Linked DNA regions of Danio rerio: region 1 is linked to region 2. Evidence: chromatin contacts called from public HiCAR-type data. All regions are on one chromosome and are shown on one strand. The core of a region is the stretch at or near the end of the contact, and the rest is flanking DNA. Distances in the headings are between cores, read along the strand shown.

Region 1 (4,979 bases), core at 277-2,776, 240 kb after region 2:
TAATAAGGCTTTAGATTTACATGCATAGACACATACAGTTCATATACATACATTCATACATACATACATAAAATATTTGTGAAGATTTCAGATTCAAAAGCCATGGACTGTACTATATCAAATTTTCTTCTAAAGTGAGCATTTTTATCGACCTCCTATGTTTATGTTTATTTTTTTTACTTTAGAAGCAATGACAAACCCTATTAGACATAGTGTAAGCACAAAAATAGTTAAAATTTCAGACTTTTGAATCTGTACTCTTTATATAAGCTACATTGTGTGTGCGTCATTCACATGACTATTAAAATGGCAGTAGTTATGTCTTATGACCCTTCATACAGAAAAAAAAAAATCTGGATTATTAAAAACACTGTCAAAAGAACCACCAAACTGACAGCAAACCATTTGCCCTCTCATAAATCATGAAAATATATGCCAACACAAACCCATAATACTGACAGATGCCGGTAATATTTGTACTTTTTTTGTGTAAGCACGTGTTTGACTCTTAAGAGTGACGCTAACCGGTCACTTACCGTCATGAATTGAGATCACAGAGACACACGATACCTAGAATTCCCAGAATACGATGCTCTCTTTCAAAGAAAGACACGTTCAAGAACTACAGTAAGTAGGCAGAAGAAGGAAATCTAATTATCTTTGCAGTAAATTGTGAGGCGAGAAAACAGGACAAAAAAGTGTGTTGTCAGCCATTTTCGAAAAACTTTTTAGCCAGTAAGTACTTCAACAGCTATAAAACCAGTGACCCAAAAAGGAGAAACTGCTGCTTTGTACTCAAATCCAGTCATTCTAAGGACCAAACAACTAGTTCACATATTGGTGTATATGCACACATACTTTTAATTTCAGTCAGCCAGCCTTCAGGTTAATTGTAATACAAAATAGCCAGGTTTAAGATCTTCACTGCCTGCCTTAATTACAACATAAAGTGGGCATCAGACCATGCAAGAAGCACTGCATTAAATTATATTTTCCAATCCATGTGTTTAAAATATGGAGATTAATTTTACCCCAGCAATTTCAAAGGAGTTTTTGCACTAGCCTGCTGCTACTGACGTGGTCTTTCGTCTCTTTTTATGCATTAACAACCAAATGGATGCTTACGTGTATTTAACTAATTATATTTGAATTACATTACAACATCCATGCTGTAACAGAAACCTTATGAAATTGAAAATAGCCACATAAAGCTTTCAACCGAAGTTCATCATTGGCTAAAAAAAACACTAGCTGTGCATTGGCATTTTAAGCCAGTTGGCTCCTCAAAGACAATCCTCAAACTACAGGATTCTGATATAGGGTGGTTTAACTTTTTAGTGGTCTGTTATGTGCAGGTTTATGTGCTTTTTAATCAACATACCTTCATGTTTACGTGTTTGTTCAATGGCACATCTGTGACAAATGTGTTCAACAGGTTTTGAGGAAATCAATATTACTTGAGGTGTTGTTGACTTGAACAGATTATGTGCGCCCTCTTGCGGCAGATGAAGGAATTGCGAGTGTTATTGAGATTGTGACCTGGGTCGATTTAACATCCACATTTTACTATACAGACAAACACACACACATAACCGAACCGAACAGGTCAGAACCGCACTGACGGCCATGAGGTCATCGTCTACAAAGGAAGAGAAAACGCCTAGTCTGTGCGGACTACCAACTATAAATAGTGAATTATGAGTTATACAGAAGTCTTATTTATATGCTTAACTCTATGACTGAATAATATTGGACTTGTGTTTCTGAAAGGACAGAAAGTTACAACCCATATGGTCTGGCACCTGCTCCAAAACCTCGGCACTTGCTAATAACAAAAACTTTGAGTGGCCTCGACAGAGTGTTTTTTTTTGCTAGCATTTGGTAATGTAATTATGAAATACAAATACAGATTTGTTTTGAAATACTGTGGTTAAGTGTGAACTTTAATTTATGCTAACTAACTGGTTTATATATATATATATATATATATGTTTTATATTTCACTCACTTACTTGTATAGGACATTTTACATTTTACAAGACCATTTACACCAGCCTGTTTAAAATCCTGTGCTGACCAACTGGCTCCCATCTTCACCCCCATCTTCAACAGATCACTGGAGCTGTGTGAAGTGCCCTCATGCCTCAAACGCTCCATCATCATTCCCATCCTAAAGAAACCCAAACATAAAAGACTAAATGACTACAGACCGGTGGCGCTAACATCTGCAGTCATGAAGTCTTTTGAAAAACTGGTGCAGGCCAACCTGAAGGACATTACTGAACCCTCGCTGGACTCTCTTCAGTTTGCCTACAGAGCAAAGAGATCTGTGGATGATGCAATCAATATGGGACTGCATTATGTTCTGCATCACCTAGACAGACCAAGGACCTATGTGAGGATCTTGATTGTTGACTTCAGCTCGGCTTTTAACACTTTCATCCTAAAACTTCTCCTGCCCAAATCAACTCTTATGCCCATACTCTCTCATATATGGCGATCTCTGTCTGTCAGTGGATCAACAGCTTTCTAATGGACAGGCAGCAGCTGGTGAAGCTGGGAAAATTCTCATCTAGTACCCGCACAATCTTAACTGGCTCCCCCCAGGGGTGTGTCCTCTCCCCACTGCTCTTCTCCCTGTACACAAAATGACTGTACTTCAAATGACTCCTCTGTCAAGCTCCTAATGTTTGCAGACGACACCACACTTATTCGCCTCATTCAGGACGGTGACAAGTCTGCTTACAGACAGGAGGTTAAGGAGTTAGCAGTCTGGTGTAGTCACAACAACCTGGAGCTCAACACACTCAAAAAAGTGGAGATGATAGTGGACTTCAGGAGAAACACCCCTGCTCTCTCCCCACTAAGCATCATGAACAGCACTGTGGCAGCAGTGGAGTCATTCAGGTTCCTGGGCACCACCATCTCTCAGGACCTGAAGTGGGAAACTTTGACTTCATTGACAAAAAAAGCTCAACAGAGGCTGTACTTTTTTTGTCGGCTGAGAAAGTTCAACCTCCTAAAGGAGCTGCTGAAGTTCTACACCTCCATCATTGAATCAGTCCTCTGCACATCAATAACTGTCTGGTTTAGCTCAGCTACCAAATCCAACCTACGAAGACTACGTCGACTAGTTCGAACTGCTGAGCCAATCATTGGTACAACCCTCCCTACTCTCCAAGAACTGTACTTATCCAGAGCAAGCAGAAGGGCTGCCAAAATCACTCTGAACCCATCACACTCAGCACACTGCTTCTTTGAACTTTTACCTTCTGGTCAACACTACAGAGCACTGTGCACCAGAACAGCCCGACACAGATACAGCTTCTTCCCTCAGGCAATCCATCTAATGAACACTTGATGATGATAATTGTGAAACAATTGAACAAACATTACTACTTGCTATACACTTTTTTTATACACATATGTACTTATTTAATAACACACTTTACATGCTAATTTGCACATAACAGCTGCTGATATAACATTGTATAGAGTAATATGGCTGTACATACACTTGTCAATTTGTATATTTGCATTTACTACTTACTTCTATTTCTAAAATATATTTATTATCTGTTTTTTTTTTGTCCTGTCTCTGTAATGCTGTTGCACTGTAGATGATCAATCACGAAAACGAATTCCTCGTATGTGTGAACATACCTGGCAATAAAGCTCTTTCTGATTCTGATTCTGAACAGGGCAAACCAACATTGCAAAAATGCTATTAGTTTTAGTCTTATTTCTATTAAAAATATCTCAAAATATCTTAAAAAAAATAATCTTAAATCAAGAATCCTTTTCTAGAAAAAAAAAATTTTGTTTTCACTAATAATATCACAGCATTAGGTGGCTTAAAACAAGCCTATATAATCGGTTAATGGGGTAAGTAAAAGGATATTGTTTTATGCTGAAATAAGATTAAATACCATTGGCAGATTAATTGCTTCTTTTAAAGAAAGAAAAATCACTTACTTTTGACTATTTCCTAAAACAAAACATTTTATTTAACTTATCAAGACAATGCTTCTTGATAGATTTCTTTGAATTTTTTACTAGAAAAATTAAGATGTACCCTTTAACAAGCTGACACATCAAGAGTCATTACATTGACAATACTTTCTAATGAATTTCGTTACAAAAAGTTGCAGTTTATCTTTCTTATATGCAAATCATATTGGCATAATACACTGATTTAAATGTAGGTGTAACAAATACATTAAATTACTAAGCTATGAATATGTGCATAAACAATGGGTCTCTAGCAGGGATGGGCAGTATTTATGATACAAGTAATTTAATTACATATTTCAAATGCAAAAAAGTAATTTGTAGTTTTGATAGGGTTTATGAGAATTGGTTTATATTATGTATTAAAATACTTTAGTGTCTTGTAGTTTTGTATTTTTTAAAAATATTTTCAAATACTTTGTGAAAAATCTACATGATGACATCATAAAAATGCAGCCTATGATCGGTGCTTTCTGTTTTTTGCCAATCAGTGAAAATAGTTTAATGCACAATGCTAGGATCAGTAGTATTTAACAGCAGTTTAGTGTACAATGCATTAGCATTTTTATTTAAGAAATGAGATGGAATTAGGGGCGATGCAGTGGCGCAGTAGGTAGTGCTGTCGCCACACAGCAAGAAAGTCGCTGGTTCGAGCCTTGGCTGGGTCAGTTGGCATTTCTGTGTGGAGTTTGCATGTTCTCCCTGCATTCGCGTGGTTTTCCTCGGAGTTTCCCCCACAGTCCAAAGACATGCGGCACAGGTGAATTGGGTAGGCTAAATTGTCCATAGTGTATGAGTGGGAATAGTCCTAATACTTGCAGCATAACTGAATATGAAGAAGTAAATTGGCCTTGGTGTTTGAGTGTGTGTGTGAATGTGAGAGTGTATAGCGAGTTTCTCAGTGCTGGGTTGTTATTGGAAGGGCATTCACTGTGTAAAACATGTCTAAATAGTTGGTGGTACATTCT
Region 2 (4,999 bases), core at 822-3,321:
GAAAACGACTTAAGTTACTTTAGATTTTTTTTTTTGTTGTTGGCATTTTTATGAGCTAATACATTTTTCTTGTTTGAAAAAGCTAAGTTTAAACTATGTCACGAAATATCATCATATTTGGATTGTTTAAAGAAGATTGTGGTGCTTTTCAAAAGATAATATACATTTTATGTCCCCAGAATGTGTCTGAAGTTTCTGCTCAAAATACCTCATAATGTATTACAGGTTGTCAAATTTGCCCGTAATTGGGAGTAAGCAAAACATGCTTTTGGACCTGTCGCTTTAAATGCAAATGAGCTTTATTATTGTACAATATAAACTATAAATTCCATTTAATACCATACACTATAAATATTCTTTTCTAAAAATAAAAAGTAGCTGGTTTTTAATTGTGATTCGAACAGCCAATTTCAGCAAATCATATGGAAAAATGAGGCTTCAGAAATCATAAATAGCTATGCTTTCATCCAAAAATGAGAATTAACTTTATGCGCAAAACTAGATTATTGCATAAAAGATGTGCAAATAAAGCAGCGTTTCCATCCAACGAATCAAAGTGAACAAAATCGTCACTTCCTGATTATCTGGTGCCTAATATCATCCGTAAAGAAGGAATTTGCTGCGATAAGAGAAGCTGCGTGAATCTTTTCTTCATTTAATAAATGACTTGTGCCTCAGAAGGCAATCCTGACACGCAGTGAACATGCGGTGGAGTTTGAAGGCATGAGACGTGGAACACAGACATTGATTTTGGAGGTCATTAATAATATAATAACACTAATACTGAAATGGTTATAATGTGTTAGAGAGACCAAAACAACATTTCAAATGTTGTACAACGTGCTCAGCCTGCTGGTTTGTCCATTCACATACATTTTTATTATCACATGATCTCTCAAAACAAAATCACATAACCTTTTTTTAATGCGCATACTGGATTTTGTTTGGTAAAAGTGTTTCCATTGCAGTTTTTGCACATTTTCTTATTGGAAAAAAGTTTATTCTACTCAGTCATGCGCATATGTTTTTTATTTTGGAATACCGCATAAAAAAGTGCTTAATGTAAAAACAAGATGCGCAGAAATTATGAAAATGTGCATGAAAATTTTTTGACGTTATTGTAAAAACCAATGGACCAACAACATTGTAAAATAACTAAACTTTGGTCATGCTAAAATCCCTCAGCCAAAGTCTGTCATCAAAGTGGTTCAGTAATATTACCTTCAGAACTATTTTGAATGGGAGTTCATTGTGTTAGGTCTCAATTCATCTGAGGTGCAAGTAATGTATTAAATAAGGAGAAAAGCCCACAGTGGCCTCTTCTACCACAGTAAATTCTGTGGAAGTGACGATTATTTTGTTTTCTTTGACTCTTTTGAATCCAGTTTTGGGCACAAGTTTATTTAGCATCTTTGAATGGAAACATAGTTAGCGAGTTTCCTCCTTGAATTTCTCGACACATGCTCTAAAGCCTTAGCACAGAGTGTAACATGACTGCTTCCAACTTTTTCACAGCTAAAAACAAGTCTATTTTTAAAATCAATGTGTGAAAAACAGTTAAAAATGGGTTTTGTGACACTTTAAAGCTACAGTAGGGCCAGAAAGCCAGACTTCACTCACTCCACTGTGATTCCAGGTGTCGCGTTGGTGAAAACTGGTGGTATCGAGGAGAACACTGTGAGGAATATGTGTCAGAGCCGCTGGTGGTCGGCATTGCCATTGCGTCCGTTGCTGGATTTCTCCTGGTGGCGTCGGGTGTCATCTTTTTCCTGGCCCGAACTCTGAGAGACCAGTATGACACAGATGATTCAGAAGACCCTTTACGGTACAAACTGTGCTTACAACAAACACACATTCAAATAAATCTTAACGTCGTATGTTCTGGAGGAACAAGCAGAGCTTCCTGGCAGATTAGTGCAAATGCTTTAATTCACTTTTTAGGAGCATAAATTTCAATCGTTCTGTCAGTGTTGTGAATAAGTGCTATAAAATTACGCCATGTGAGTTTGTACTGAGGCTTTAAATTAAAAAAAAGAAGAAGAAAGTGTTGCAGGTCTCGACATGTTTAATAGCTGTCAAAAGATGACAATTGCTTTCCTCACCTGTTGAAAAGTAACTATATAATCTTATGACTGTGTTTCAGAGCACTTTATTTTGATGTCTCCATTTACACCTTGTATTAAAAGGACTGATTGTTCGTATTTTCAAGCATTAATCACTTTTTATTGTCAATGTGTGAACTGCTTGTAACAAAACAAGGTTTTCTTGAAAAGAAGCAAAAGGGCGTCACATACAGTATCTATTTTGCTCTATTTTTTATTTTTTTGTTATAAAGATTAAAATGTGCATTAGATTTACATACCCTGAGCAAAAAAAAAAAAAAAACTACACTAATAATTATTTAAAAGTCAATGAACAATTATTAATTTATTAATTGTTTATAACAACAGCGCTAACACTACATGACATAGGTCTTGTCGCCTAACAAAGTTTTAGAATCAACAAATAATAATTTTTAGGTGATCATTTGGTATTAAGTGGCTTAAATGAAAGGCAAAGGCCTCTAGATTACACTTATTTTGCCAAAATAAAATCTGATCATGTCTTGACTTTTAATTATTTAATTGGGACAGTAGGTCTGACTTTGCTTAGACAAAAGTTCAATAATGTTCATGCTCAATAATGTTCATGTCTGGTGACTGGGCTGGCTAATCCTGGAGCACCTTGACCTTCTTTGCTTTCAGAAACTTTGATGTGAAGGTTTAAGTATGAGGAGCGCTATACTGCCTAAGAAATTGCCCTCTCCTGTGCTTTGTAATTTAACGGGCAGCACAAATGTCTTGATACCCCAAGTTGTTGATGTTGCCATCCACTCTTCAGATCTCTTGCACACCCCCATACGGGGTATAGGTGTCTTGATTCCCCGAGTTGTTCATGTTGCCATCCCCTCTTCAGATCTCTCGCACACCCCCATACTGAATGTAACCACAAACCATGATTTTTCCTTCACCAAACTTCACTGATTTCTGTGAGAATCTTGGGACCATGCGGGTTCCAATAGGTCGTCTGCAGTATTTGTGATGATTGGGATGCAATTCAACAGATGATTTATAGGAAAAATCGTCTGTCTGCCACCTTTCCAAATGGTCAACTAGAAGTGAAGTTATTATTTTTCAAGTTATTACTTTTGTCAGGTAGTGTAGAACAGAAAATGAGATGTAAGAGTTACAAATATATTTAAACACAAAATTATTAAGTAAACTCAAATTCATATTTATTTATTGTTTGTTTGTTTGTCTGGTTTGAAATAATGCTTAAATAATAATATTAAGTTATCATCTAATAATTTTAATCATTATAAAAAAAATCATATCACTGAAAAATAATCAGAGCACCGAATCACTAATTTGAATGCATGTTAATATCAGGTAAAATCAATGGCTATAAATAACTGCAACTACATGCCAACTACACTAAAAATGACATTTGTTGTTTGTTCAAACTACTTATTTACAGTAAATTTAGGTGAAACATAATTGTTGTTTTTTATTGGACAACTTAATTGTTTTATGTTTAATCCACTTAAATTAGTAAATAAGTAAATTCTTTTATGTTTTCTCAACACAAATTGTATCCATAGTCAATTGATAATATTAATTGACATCTACCACCAAAAACACTCATAATCAGCAAATTTTTTCTTGACCATGAATATAATCTAATGAACACTTGTTGACAGGTTGTTGCCCAGTTTCTTACAGTCACCAGACCTGCTGTGAGAAACCATCAAATGAAGTGTGACTGACCCCAACACAGAGCCTTGGAGAATACATATGCTATATTTTATGGCACACACGTGTGTGTTTGTTTTTATGGCTTTGTTGTACAAGCGAGCCAGAACACACAATCTGTTCTCGCTGGTCGTTATGAAACAAACGCTCTCAGGCAAGTCATGTGCAGGTTGGATCAATTATCTTTTAGCGAACAAGTTGTTCGTTTCGTCCTGAACACCCATTGTGCATCTGTGCATCAATACAGTGATATCAGCTTTTTATATCCGTTGGCTCTAGAAAATATTAGTTTCCCAGAGAAAGATCTGGACACTTATTCCACTCTGGATAACAGCTAAGCATGCCTAGATTAGATACAATATCAAATAAATTATTATTTATTCTATGGACAATTTTGTGTTTGTCAATTTTTTGTACATTTTACTCAAGCCAAAAACTACTTTTAGACCAGTTGATTTGGGTCATAAGGAGAGCTAAAATATAACCTAAAGAGTTATTATTATTATTTATTATTATTTTTATTGTTATTATAATTGTTATTATGACCATTTATATATTTAAATTTATTTAAAATCAACAAAACAATGTCAACAATAGTTTATTGTTCATAACAAAATGAAAGTCAAAATGAGTGTTTTATTGATTCACACATTGTGAATTGTTTACTGGTTCATCATAATTGAAAATAACGTAGTAATAATAATAATAATAATAATAATAATAATAATAATAATAATAATAATAATATTTGCTGCTGGAAGGGCATACGCTGCAAAAAAACATGCTAGATAAGTTGGCGGTTCATTCCGCTGTGACGACCGCGGATTAATAAAGGGACTAAGCCGAAAAGAAAATGAATTAATGAATTAATGAATAATAATAACAATAATGATTTATTGTTTATAACCCGGTGACGTGGTGGCGCAGAAGGTAGTGCTGTTGCCTCACAGTAAGATGGTAACTGGTTCAAGCCTCAACTGGGTCATTTCGCGTTTTTGTGTGGAGTTTGCCTGTTCTCCCTGCATTTGCGAAGGTTTCTTCTGGGTCTTCCGGTTTCTCCCACAAAGACATGCGGTACAGGTGAATTGGGTAAGCTAAATTGTCCGTATAGTGTATGAGTGTGAATGAGTGTTTATGAATGTTTCCCAGAGATGAGTTGCAGGTGGAAGGACATCAACTGCGTAAAACATATACTGGATAAGTTGGCG

Evidence for each region. HiCAR-type assays count read pairs that join an accessible place to other places.
Region 1: a contact with region 2 is called in a HiCAR-type map of caudal fin, with 5 times the contacts expected there. The contact joins two enhancer-like sites. A contact is called at or near these places in 1 of 18 Hi-C or Micro-C datasets (caudal fin) and 1 of 4 datasets of contacts at active chromatin or transcription factors (caudal fin).

Annotation. Positions count from the first base shown.
Region 1 is chr22:30,448,750-30,453,728 of GRCz12tu, forward strand. No RefSeq gene overlaps it. Among named protein-coding and RNA genes, the nearest start is that of adgrg7.1, 24 kb to the right of the region's middle. Within about 2 kb of position 1,527, at least 4 of the 62 cell types and tissues checked have an H3K27ac peak or open chromatin away from gene starts, as enhancers often do. A contact at or near this core is called in caudal fin, where this site is marked.
Region 2 is chr22:30,212,545-30,217,543 of GRCz12tu, forward strand. impg2b (interphotoreceptor matrix proteoglycan 2b) reads left to right here. Exons shown (of 21, transcript XM_021473520.3): 17 at 1,637-1,825. Among named protein-coding and RNA genes, the nearest start is that of impg2b, 28 kb to the left of the region's middle. Within about 2 kb of position 2,072, at least 1 of the 62 cell types and tissues checked has an H3K27ac peak or open chromatin away from gene starts, as enhancers often do. A contact at or near this core is called in caudal fin, where this site is marked.